Regions from separate parts of the Mus musculus genome. Here regions 2 and 3 are each linked to region 1. A link is a contact called in public HiChIP or PLAC-seq data. All regions are on one chromosome and are shown on one strand. The core of a region is the stretch at or near the end of the contact, and the rest is flanking DNA. Distances in the headings are between cores, read along the strand shown. Region 1 holds the start of Glod4 (glyoxalase domain containing 4). Region 2 holds the start of Doc2b (double C2, beta). Region 3 overlaps Gm46288 (a long non-coding RNA gene).

Evidence for each region. HiChIP or PLAC-seq counts read pairs in DNA pulled down with a chosen protein or histone mark.
Region 2: a contact with region 1 is called in an H3K4me3 HiChIP or PLAC-seq map of craniofacial prominence, with 4 times the contacts expected there. The contact joins the promoter of Doc2b here to the promoter of Glod4 in region 1. A contact is called at or near these places in 9 of 39 promoter capture datasets (the 3T3-L1 cell line, the C10 cell line, cranial neural crest and 6 more), 1 of 15 datasets of contacts at CTCF or cohesin (pro-B cells), 8 of 484 Hi-C or Micro-C datasets (the C2C12 cell line, the G1E-ER4 cell line, the P5424 cell line and 4 more), 12 of 115 datasets of contacts at active chromatin or transcription factors (the 230-238 cell line, bone marrow-derived macrophages, craniofacial prominence and 8 more) and 2 of 9 other capture datasets (embryonic stem cells and liver).
Region 3: an H3K4me3 HiChIP or PLAC-seq map of bone marrow-derived macrophages shows a contact between it and region 1, with 6 times the contacts expected there. The contact joins the enhancer-like site here to the promoter of Glod4 in region 1. A contact is called at or near these places in 1 of 39 promoter capture datasets (neural stem cells), 9 of 484 Hi-C or Micro-C datasets (B cells, cerebellum, cerebral cortex and 3 more), 6 of 115 datasets of contacts at active chromatin or transcription factors (bone marrow-derived macrophages, embryonic stem cells, large pre-B cells and 2 more) and 3 of 9 other capture datasets (adipose tissue, embryonic stem cells and pancreatic islet).

Annotation. Positions count from the first base shown.
Region 1 is chr11:76,242,157-76,245,507 of GRCm38.p6, forward strand. Glod4 (glyoxalase domain containing 4) reads right to left here and starts at 1,543. Exons shown (of 9, transcript NM_026029.3): 1 at 1,399-1,543. The coding sequence starts at 1,488. Mrm3 (mitochondrial rRNA methyltransferase 3) reads left to right here and starts at 1,580. Exons shown (of 4, transcript NM_183263.5): 1 at 1,580-1,930; 2 at 2,123-2,367. The coding sequence starts at 1,617.
Region 2 is chr11:75,794,454-75,797,804 of GRCm38.p6, forward strand. It overlaps Doc2b (double C2, beta), which reads right to left and starts at 1,607. Exons shown (of 9, transcript NM_007873.3): 1 at 1,068-1,607. The coding sequence starts at 1,440. It overlaps Gm12339 (predicted gene 12339), which reads left to right and starts at 1,356. Exons shown (of 4, transcript NR_136933.1): 1 at 1,356-1,665.
Region 3 is chr11:76,653,625-76,656,975 of GRCm38.p6, forward strand. The region is part of intron 1 of Gm46288 (a long non-coding RNA gene); the gene reads left to right. Among named protein-coding and RNA genes, the nearest start is that of Bhlha9, 17 kb to the right of the region's middle. Within about 2 kb of position 1,612, at least 4 of the 459 cell types and tissues checked have an H3K27ac peak or open chromatin away from gene starts, as enhancers often do. A contact at or near this core is called in bone marrow-derived macrophages, where this site is marked.

The DNA.
Region 1 (3,351 bases), core at 293-2,792:
TTCTTGAATAACTTTCCCCTCTAACCCTGGTACGTGGAAATGTTCCTTTTCAGGGTCAATTTATGCAAGGTTCTCATGAATTATTTCCTGAGAGCCTAGGTTGGTAAATCTCTCCTTTTGCATTTTTAACATAAAAGTAGCTATTACTTTACAGAACACAAACTACCTGTGAGTCAGTTACCACCTAAAAGGTAACATGTTTAATCTTAACAACAATCTTTTGATCAATGAAGAAATAGAATAATGACATGTAGTATCACTAAACTCTGACTGGTAGGTATAAATCTAATATTTCCTACATCATGTGCTCTAATTGGGAACAAATGCCAGAGTCATTTAGTCTATACCTAACCTTACCATGGTACCTTCAAACACCAGGAGTGTGTGTGTGTGTGTGTGTGTGTGTCTATCTGCCTGCCTGCCACAGGTCAGATTCCCTGGGAGTTGTAGTTACAGATGGTTGTGAGCCATCCAACACCTGGAACCCATCTTACACCCTCTGGAAGAAGAGCAATCATTCTTAAAAGTTGAGCCATGTCTCCAGCCCCTACACAGCAGATATTTTTATGACTAACCTGTGTTGACTGATTTGTGCAACTTCCTTTACAGTCCTTACCTCCTGTACCATCTCTACACCCAGCTAGACTTGGACTGCTACAAGTCTGTTAAAAATAAATAAATAAATTCTGCACTGGTGTGCTCCTACCTCCCTGGCTTACCAAAGAGCTCAATAAACCTTTCCGCTACACTTTCAGCTAAGTGACCCCCTTAGAATCACAGCTTCTCAGACTGTTTCCAGGTACTAGGAAGGCGACTTGATTCTGACCTCATACTTACATCTGGGCTGTTTAGAACAGAGCCACAGATCATGAGCACCTACGAAAGAGACCGTTCAAACTTGCTCGGACAGGGCTTGTTCGCGGAATCCGATGGCGGAGTGCTTGTTTAGCATGCGCAAAGCCATGGGTCCCCCTCCCAGAGCCTAAATTTCAAATCCGCAGCTCTGATGGAAGCCGAAATTTGCTGATCACACCCAAACCTTTCAAACCAGGAGACCGCTCTGTCGTGAACTGGAAGGGGCTTTTTAAAATAACGTTTTGCCTATCAACGCTCCTTCACTATAGACAGCAGGCTCCCCAAGCCAGGAGTGTAAAAAATATTTGAGAAGGGCTGTAGGTGAACGTGCGTAGACAACACAGCTGGTAGGTGAGTCCCCTTTCAAAGGCTTCCCAACCCGAAAGAGGGGGGCTCGCAAAAGCTGAAAACACCGGCGTGGCAACGCGGAGTCTAGGGCCTGGCGGCTGGGGTGGCCGCGCGCCCACGGCGTCTTCCCTCCCCTGGTGCGGCCCGGCCGCCCATCGGGGTCTCGCGCTAGCCCCGCTCGGTCCCGGTCTGCACCTGCATCCCCAGGACATCTCGAAAGAAATGCACTGTCTGGAAGCGGTTCTTCACTTTGAAAACGAAGTGCAGAGCTCGACGAGTGGCCATGGCTCCCAACACGAAAACCGAGTTCCAGGCAGAGGGACACCCCGCCCACCAAACCGGGAAGGATCGTCGGGTGACGTCACTAACACTCGACCGCGCGCTCGGGTGAGGTAGCGCGCGCCAGGGGAAAGATGGCAGCGCCGGCGAAGGGCATGTGGTGCTCCCTGGGATCATTGCTGCGGGTGGTCCAGACTCGGGACCTCAACGCTCGGCGCTGGGTCCGGGCGCTGCGGCGTAGCCCGGTGAGAGTGTTGTCTCCCTCGGGACAGGTGGAGGAACGGAAGCGCGCTCCTGACCAGCAGCCTCGCAAGGCGGTCCCTAAGGCCAGTTCCCAGGGACAGCGACAGAAACAGCCTCTTGAGACATCCCCATCCCAGACCCCTCACACCTGGGAAGAGGCAGGGCTTCGCTACGATAAGGCCTTTCCCGGGGACAGGAGGCTAAGGTGATATGTTTTTGAGACTTGTCATCTGCTCCCGTTTCTTTTCTTGCTTCACTGTGAAGCTTCTGGCTCTTACTGTTTCGACGGTGCAAAATAAATGTCGTCTTTTGAGGCTTGTGCGTGTCTGTTAGAACTTCATGTATCCCTCCATGCCAAGAGCGTTGATAATCATCCCCTCTCTGTTTGCACCCACAGCAGTGTGATGACAATAGTTAAGTCCAGGCCTTTTCGGGAAAAGCAAGGGAAGATCCTACTGGAAGGTCGCAGGCTGATTGCAGATGCTCTCAAGGCTGGAGCTGTGCCCAAAGCGTTCTTTTTTAGCCGTCTGGAGTACGTCAAGGAGTTGCCGGTAGACAAGCTGAAAGACGTCAGCCTCATTAAGGTGAAATTTGAGGACATCAAGGATTGGTCAGACCTAGTAACGCCACAAGGAATAATGGGTCAGTGATATACAGTGTGCCAATATCTGGGATTTCTATTTCATACAAGTGTAGTATCCTAGACTTTCTTGTTCATACTTGTCTTAAGGTAACGAATTTTATTTAAATCAAGTTTAAATTTTTATTGACTAACGTCTAAAAAGAAATAGGACTTCTCAGGCCTCTATGTTTTGATGGTATTTTACTGGCAACTGAACCAATTTCTCATTCATACTTAATTGTGGGGCTTTTGCTTGTTTTTGACAATTGTAGTTCAGGCAGGCTTCACATTCTGTATGTAGCTATGGATAGCTTCGACCCCTGACATTCCTGTTTGCACCTCCTTCCTGCTGAGGAGGCATGAAAAAAAAAAAAAAAGCCCAGTTGTTGTTTGTTTGTTTGTTTTATGGAATGTTAAAAACATTTTATGAGCCAGGAGTAATGCAAGCCTTTAAAATTCCAGAATTTGGAAGGCAGAGGCAGGCAGATTTCTGAGTTTGAGGTCAGCCTGGTCTACAAAGTGAGTTCCATGACAGCCAGAGCAAACATTGAAGCCCTATCTCAAAACAAAACTTTATTTTGTGTGTATACGTGCATGGGTTAGAAGACAATGTGAGGATCGGTTTTCCCTCTCCACTCTGAGGCCTGGATGTCCATCTCAGGGGTCAGGCGTGGCAGTAGAGTGGAGGCTTACAAGTTCATCTTCAGTGCCTCTCTAGTGTCTTTCTTCCCCTCCAGATACTGCCCTGAAAGCTGCGCTTTAGGATACGTTGCAGAGATTATTAAATGGGAGAATTTTTCATTAAGGAAGCCACTTACCATTTTCATTTTTTTCTGAGCACCCTGGCCAATTTGCGTGTGTTGTATTAGATTGAGGACAGAAGGGTCACAGAGTAAGGGTTACTGTGCTCAACTTGCTAAGGTGCTGACCCTCAGCAAGAGACCTTACAAATGGCTCCGTCCTCACTCCCCCACAACTCCTTCAGTATGAGCCCTTGCACATAG
Region 2 (3,351 bases), core at 357-2,856, 450 kb before region 1:
TGTTGATGGGCTCTCTAAAGTGAACAGTGGAGTCTGTTCCCAGGGTGACACTGTGAACTCCCATCCTTAGCGTCCAGAGGCACATGGTATGCTGGGGAACAGTCAGCCCCTAGCCCAGAGGCCCTGGGGAACGCCCAGACAAGGCATAACTACCAATGTTGCACGGAGGAGGGGCTGCTTTTGCCTTGGGCAAGCTGGGATGGGTCCCCCCAATCCCATGGGCCCATGGCATCTATGACTAGGTTCTGAGGCTGGCTTTGTTTTTTTTTTTTTTTCTAAGTGAAACAGGGTGACAGCTGGGCTGGGGCCCTTCCATGTAGTCACCCCAGCCGCAGCCACAGCCCTCAGCAAATTCACGGGACAGGTGATGTGACTTCTTCCCTCCTTGGCTTCCTGGATGGTCCCTGGTGGGCAGGGTTAGGCATCCTCAGGGACCACACAAGCCACCAGGAGAGGTCCTGGCCTGGCTCGGGAGACCCTGGTGTCTGTTGTCTCCCTGGGGCTGAGTCCGAGAGGAGGGGGCGCGGCTGGGGACCCTCCTGACCGGGGAAGCCGGCGTAACAGGTGGGCGAAGGTCCACGGCCAGGGCCGGCGGGGTCCGCAGATGCGGGAGGAGGAACCGCCAAGGTTTTTCCAAAGGACAAGCGGCCCCGCGGTCCTGGTTCTCGGCCCGCGCACCAGCAGAGCCGTGGCGCGGTGCGGGCCGCCGGGCCCGCCCCAGCTACCGCAGGGTCCCCAGCTCTCCGGGTGGACACCCCGGGACAGCCCGCACAGGGCTCTGGGGCCTGGCGCAACCGCGCGGCCCGCAGCAACTGGTGTCTCTCCGGGGCGCAGCTCCGCCCTTCCCGGGAACAAAAGCCGCCGCCCGCGCAGGAGCTCCTGGCGCGCGGGCCGAGAAGGGGTGCGGGGCGCGCCTCGGGGAGCGGAGGCCTGGAAACGGGGCGCCCCAGAGGACGCCCCCAAACTTCCCAGCTCTCCCGTGCGGTTGTTCCGGGCGGCGGCGGCGCTTGCCCTGCGGGGACCCGGGTGCGGGGAGGGGGCGAGCGGCCGGCGACTGGGAAACTTACTGCAGTCGTCTGACTCGTAGCCGTCGACGTCCGGCTCGTCCTCGGGGGGCTTGGCGGGCGGCCTCGCGGGGCTGGGGCCGGGGCTGGGGCCTGGGCTGGCTCCGTAGGCTCCGAAGAGCTGGTCCACATCTTCGTCGTCGTCGCGGGCGCCGTCGGAGGGGCTGCGGGGGCTGGCGCTGGCTGCGGGAGAGCGCGCGGGGGCGTCCGGGGGCGCGGGGGCGCGGGGCGCGGCGGTAGGGGGGAGGCCCCGCGGGAAGCGGGGAAAATAATCGGAGATCTGCTTGATAGGCCGAATGGGGCCGGGACACACGTCGATGGCCATATGCTCCTGGATGCTGATGGTCGCCTTCTCCCCGCGCCGCCGGAGGGTCATGCAGGCAGCGCCGCGGCGCGCGGCCCGGCCCGGCCCGGTGTGACCCCGGCCCGGGGGCAAGTCAGCGGGTCCCGCGGGGCGCTGCGGGGGCTGCGGTCATCGCCAGCGTGGCCCCCGGACGGCCCTGACGCGGCTGCTGCCTGCTCGGCGGCGGCCGGTGCGAGTGAGTGCGGGGCCGGCAGCAGGGGGCGGGCCCAGCCCGCGTCACCCGGCAGCAACCAAGCGGTGAGTGTGCGGGCTGCGCGCGCGGGCGGGCGGGCTGGCGGGCACGGAGAGAGCGAGGGAGCGAGCGAGCCAGGAGAGCAACCACTTCCTCGCGCTCACACGGCGCGCTCACACACGCGGGAGACGCGCAGGGCCACTCGGAGCCTTTGCCTCACTTAGGCTCGCAGACTGGGTGCCAGCCCATGAGGGGCTGCATTCCACTCTCGTGCAGACACACACAGACACACAAATGTGTGTAGAGACACTCAGTGGAAAAGATCACCCATTCCGGGCTCCAGGCTACAGACACATGCACTGGTGGATGCTAAGGCATGGTGCACCTCCCCAGCATGCAAAATACATACAAGAGACACATGTTCGCAAGGATGCCCAGGGCAGTCTTCCGTGCTGGGCTCAACTCACAGAACCCATAATAGCCATAGAAGCCATTTGGGGATGTGGATAGGAACTCCTCAAAAAATCCCCTCCTTTGTAGAGGCAGGTAGGTAGGCCACAGGATTACCCTGCCAGGGAACAGGCTGTTTACTTCCTAGCAGGACAAGTGTACCCTGGGCTGTCCCAGGACACTGCTGGGACAGTCTGCTTACTTCCTCTCAGGTCACATGTAAACAGGAGCGTCTATGACCTGGGCCAGACTCCTCACTCAGTCCCTGAGTGGCTTAAAAGACCCAGAAGAACAGGCTGGGTGAGAACTTGGACCGGGGCATGGTCAGGATGGACAGAGGGAAGCAGGCCAGGCCAGGGATCTCCTGGGGTGATGACTGAGTTCAGGTGTAAAGGCAAGGTGCTGCCTGGCCCACACTTGTGCCTCCCATGCCAGGCAAATCCCTGCCGCAGTTCAGGGAACAGCTGTGCTGGGAGCAGGCTGCTGCGTGTGCAGATGCATCTCCAGTAAGCCCTGGGCCGGCGAGGATGGAACCCTGTTTACTCTGGTTTTCACTGACGCGTGGGAGAGGCTTATCATTTTTGGCTGTGTCCCTCTTTTGTCAAGGTTCTCAACCCATGGGCTGTGACCCCTTGGCGGACTGTCGATTTCGACCATGGGAAAACACAGAGATTTACATGGCAATTTATAACAGTAGGAAACTTACGCTTATGAAGTGGCAATGAAAATAATTTTACGGTTGGGAGTTGCCACAACACAAGGAACTGTATTGAAGGGTCGCAGCATTAGGAAGGTTGAGACCCACTGCCCTACTGAGTCTAATATGAGAGTGTCAACCCAGAACAGGCTGGGTGAGGACTTGGACTGGGGCATGGTCAGGATGAACAGAGGGAAGCAGGCCAGGACAGGGATCTCCTGGGATGATGACTGATGCAAGGTGAGGGCTGGAGCTAGGAGAGGAGAGGGCCTTCCCTGTTGCTCTCAGTTGCATCATTCAGGTGGGGTCATTGGAGCCCCTGTGTCTCAGTTTTCTCATCTGTCAAATGGGACTAATTCTGATTTCCCAGCAGTGTGGGGAGGCCCTCCATGAGCCTTGAGTATGACAAGATGACATGACTTCCTCATGATTCCTCCTTCCTGTTAGAGACTAGACTCACTGAGAAGAATGGAGAATTGTGTGGTTTCTTTCCCTTCTTTTTGGTTTTCCTGTTTTCTTTGTGGGACTGTGAGTTGAACCTGGGCTCTCTCATACACATTAGGCACACTCTAACCACTAAGCTGGACACCCCAGCCCTCTGTAG
Region 3 (3,351 bases), core at 362-2,861, 410 kb after region 1:
ATGCCAGGGCACACATTTGGGGTCCAAAAGATAACTTGCAGGGGCACGTTCTCTCTTTCAACCATGATGGTTCCAGGTATGCAGGCTTGATGGCACCTTACCATCTTGCTGGTCCTATATTTCCTTTTTTTTTTTTAAGGAATTTTTTCTTTAAATTTATTTATTTTATGTATGTGGTGGCCAAAGTGGGATATAGGTTTTAGTAAGTTATAATTCAGGAATATCAGAGGGGACAGAGTGTTAGCTGTGGGGAGGTTTCTGGAAGTGCTTAGCCATTGTTTAAGGCATATTAAAATAAAAGGCTGTCTGTGTGTGTGTGTGTGTGTGTATGTGTGTGTGTGTGTGTGTGTGTGTGTGTGTGTGTGTGTGCCTTTCATTCATGAATCCATAACATTGGGGCAGTAGCAAGAAGTGCATGTGCACCTGCTGGGGAGTTTAGAGCAGATTAAAATATTACCACTACAAATATAATTATGACAACTATGCAAATTATAAGGTAATGATATATACTTATAATGTCCAGTCCATTATATTTGGCATTTTAGAGAAAGTATTTCATCAGGGCACCATGTTGGTGCCTGGTATCCAAAGGGGCTAAAAGAAGGCATCAGATCCCCTGGAACTGGGGTTGCAGATGGTTGTGAACTGCCTTGTGGGTGCTGAGAATCAAACTCAGGTCCCCTCTAGAAGAGCAGCAAGTGCTTTTAACTGCTGAGCCCCTACACCCCCCCCCCCCCAGTCCTACTCCCCAGCCCTCTGTGATAGGATCTTGCTATAAAGCTTAGACTGGCCTCAAACTCTGTTTGTGACCCACGGTGGTTTTGAACTTGTGATTCTCCTGCTTCAGCCTCCTGAGTGCTGGGATTAGAAGAATGGATCACCATACAATATTTGCCTTTTCTGTTTGCTTGGATATTTTTGCTTTTATAAGAGGTAGTTTCTTGTCATGTAGCTTAGGTTCAAAATCTTCTTGCCTCAGCGTCTGGAACACAGGACTACTGGGATTACAGTTATGAGCCACCTCACTTAGTATGATATTTAATATGCAAAACTATGCTGCAGAGGCTGGGCATGTAATGACACAGTGCTTTCCTACTATAGCGCACGTGCACACACACACACACACACACACACACACACACACACACACACTATTTAAAAATGGGCAAGAATCAGGATTTGATTAACTGCACCACAACCAAACAGGAAGATAGCTCAAGGGGTAAAGGCACTTGCTTGAAAGCCAGATGAACTGAGTTTGATCCCTAGTATGGTCATGATGGAGAAAGAATCAATTCCTGCCAATCCTCTGACCTTTACACATTCAGTGTGGCATTCTTTCACACACATGCGTGCACACACAATAAATAAAGGTATGTAATAAAACTCCAAAACTACATCCTCCCCCTCAAAAAAAAAAAAAACCCTTTTAAAGATATTGGGAAGGGAGGGCTTCTAGGAGGAATTGGAGGAGCCCTCACCGCAGCAGCAGGAGCTCGGCGACTTGGGAGAATAAACTTGTGCGTTTGCTGTAACCTCAGAGACAACATAAGCCCCAAAGCCTGTGTTTGCACATAAATTGTCTCTCTCTTTAAAGTTCCATATCATGACCAGCAGAGGGTGGAAGCGAGCCATCTAAATTCTCTTTTGCCTCTCCAAAGTATTCTTTTCAAAGTTCAGTCTTAGGAGTGAAAATTTTCCAAGTTACCCGTGTTTAAAGGGTGAATCAACCCAAATGACAGCCCCCAAAAGGAAGAACTGACTCTTGCTTAGATCGCATTCTGTGCTTCGTCCACACACCCAGGAACAACGGAAAAAGGAGAGGACTTTCTGTTGGGTGCAGATACGCTAATGTGGCTCAGCCACACCAAGTCTGCTGAGTTTTAGACTTTGCTGGATGGCGTCTGCTTGGCTCTGAGGCTAAGCTGTCCTTCCTTCCTTCCTTCCTTCCTTCCTTCCTTCCTTCCTTCCTTCCTTCCTTCCTTTCTTCCTCCCTCCCTCCCTCCCTTCCTTCCTTTTCTTTCTTTCCTTCCTTTTTTTTTTTTTTTTTTTTTTTTTTTTGCATGCGGCTTACAACCCCCACCCCCATCGGGACTGCTGACTTTAAAGGTGTTCGTGCCACCATGCTTCTTTGTATTCCTGACTGATTGCAACAAGTTAACTACGGAAGTATCTATATTGGAACATTTGTGGAGGAACAGACAGACCCAGAGAACAAGTCGGGATTGGGGCTGCTAGTCTTTGTTGGCCATAGGCTGGGCAGAATGGGCAGTGGGGGCGGTGCAGGAATTATATACTTGAGTACTTCATTCTGTATATGGCTGCTTAAAATCTTTTCACTGAGATGGGTGTGGTGGTGCAAGCTATTAACTCCAGGGTTACAGAGGCAGAAGCGGGTGGGTATCTGTGAGTTTGAGGCCAGCCTGGTGTGTATAGCAAGTTCCAGGCCAACCAAGGCTGCATAGCAAGGTCCTGTCTCCACCCCTCACCCCATGTGCATGCCTCAAATTTTTTCTGTTCACCACCTTTTTTTTCATCCTAGAAAATTTTATTCAACCTTGAGTATATAAGTACGTAAAAGTATACACACCAAATGTTTGAAAAGAAAACTGTTTTTAAATCATTCTTTAGTGTATAATTAATTTTTACATTCAATTTCTTTAATAATGCATTACTTATTATTTTATGTGTCTGAGTTTTGACTACATGTATGTCTATGAACCATGTTCATGCCTATTACTCACAAAGGTCAGACGAGGGTGTCAGATCCCCTGAAATTGGAGTTGAAGACAGTTCTAGGGCCTCTGGAAGAGCAGCAAGGGGTCCTAACCACTGAGCAATCTCCCCAGCCTCTCCTTTTCCTTGATTAATAAACTATATACCAGAGACAGGCAAAACACCCATACATGTAAAATAAAAAATGAAGGAGAAACTTGAAGGTAGTAGAAAACAAAACTGCATAAGGAGATGGAAGGGTTTATTTTTATGTGTATGCATATGTTCATGGATGTGTGTGTGTGTGTGTGTGTGTGTGTGTGTGTGTGCATTAAGACCAGGGGTCAAGTGGTACACAAGTGTGTTAATGATTCAGACATTCCCTCTGCCCCTGGCTTATTTATTTAAAATTTAGTTTTATTTTTACTTATATGGTGGTTTGAGCCACCTGACTTTTCTTTGTCTGTGTGTGTGTTTTGTGTGGTGTGTGGCACATGCTTTGTGAGTGCAGCTTGTATGTGTGCAGGCTGTGATGAGTGTTGCGTGTGTAGCACACGCTATGTGAGTTTGCAGGTGCACATGCTATATGCATGCACGTGTGGAAACTGGACAAGAACATCAGGTGTCTTCCTCTAT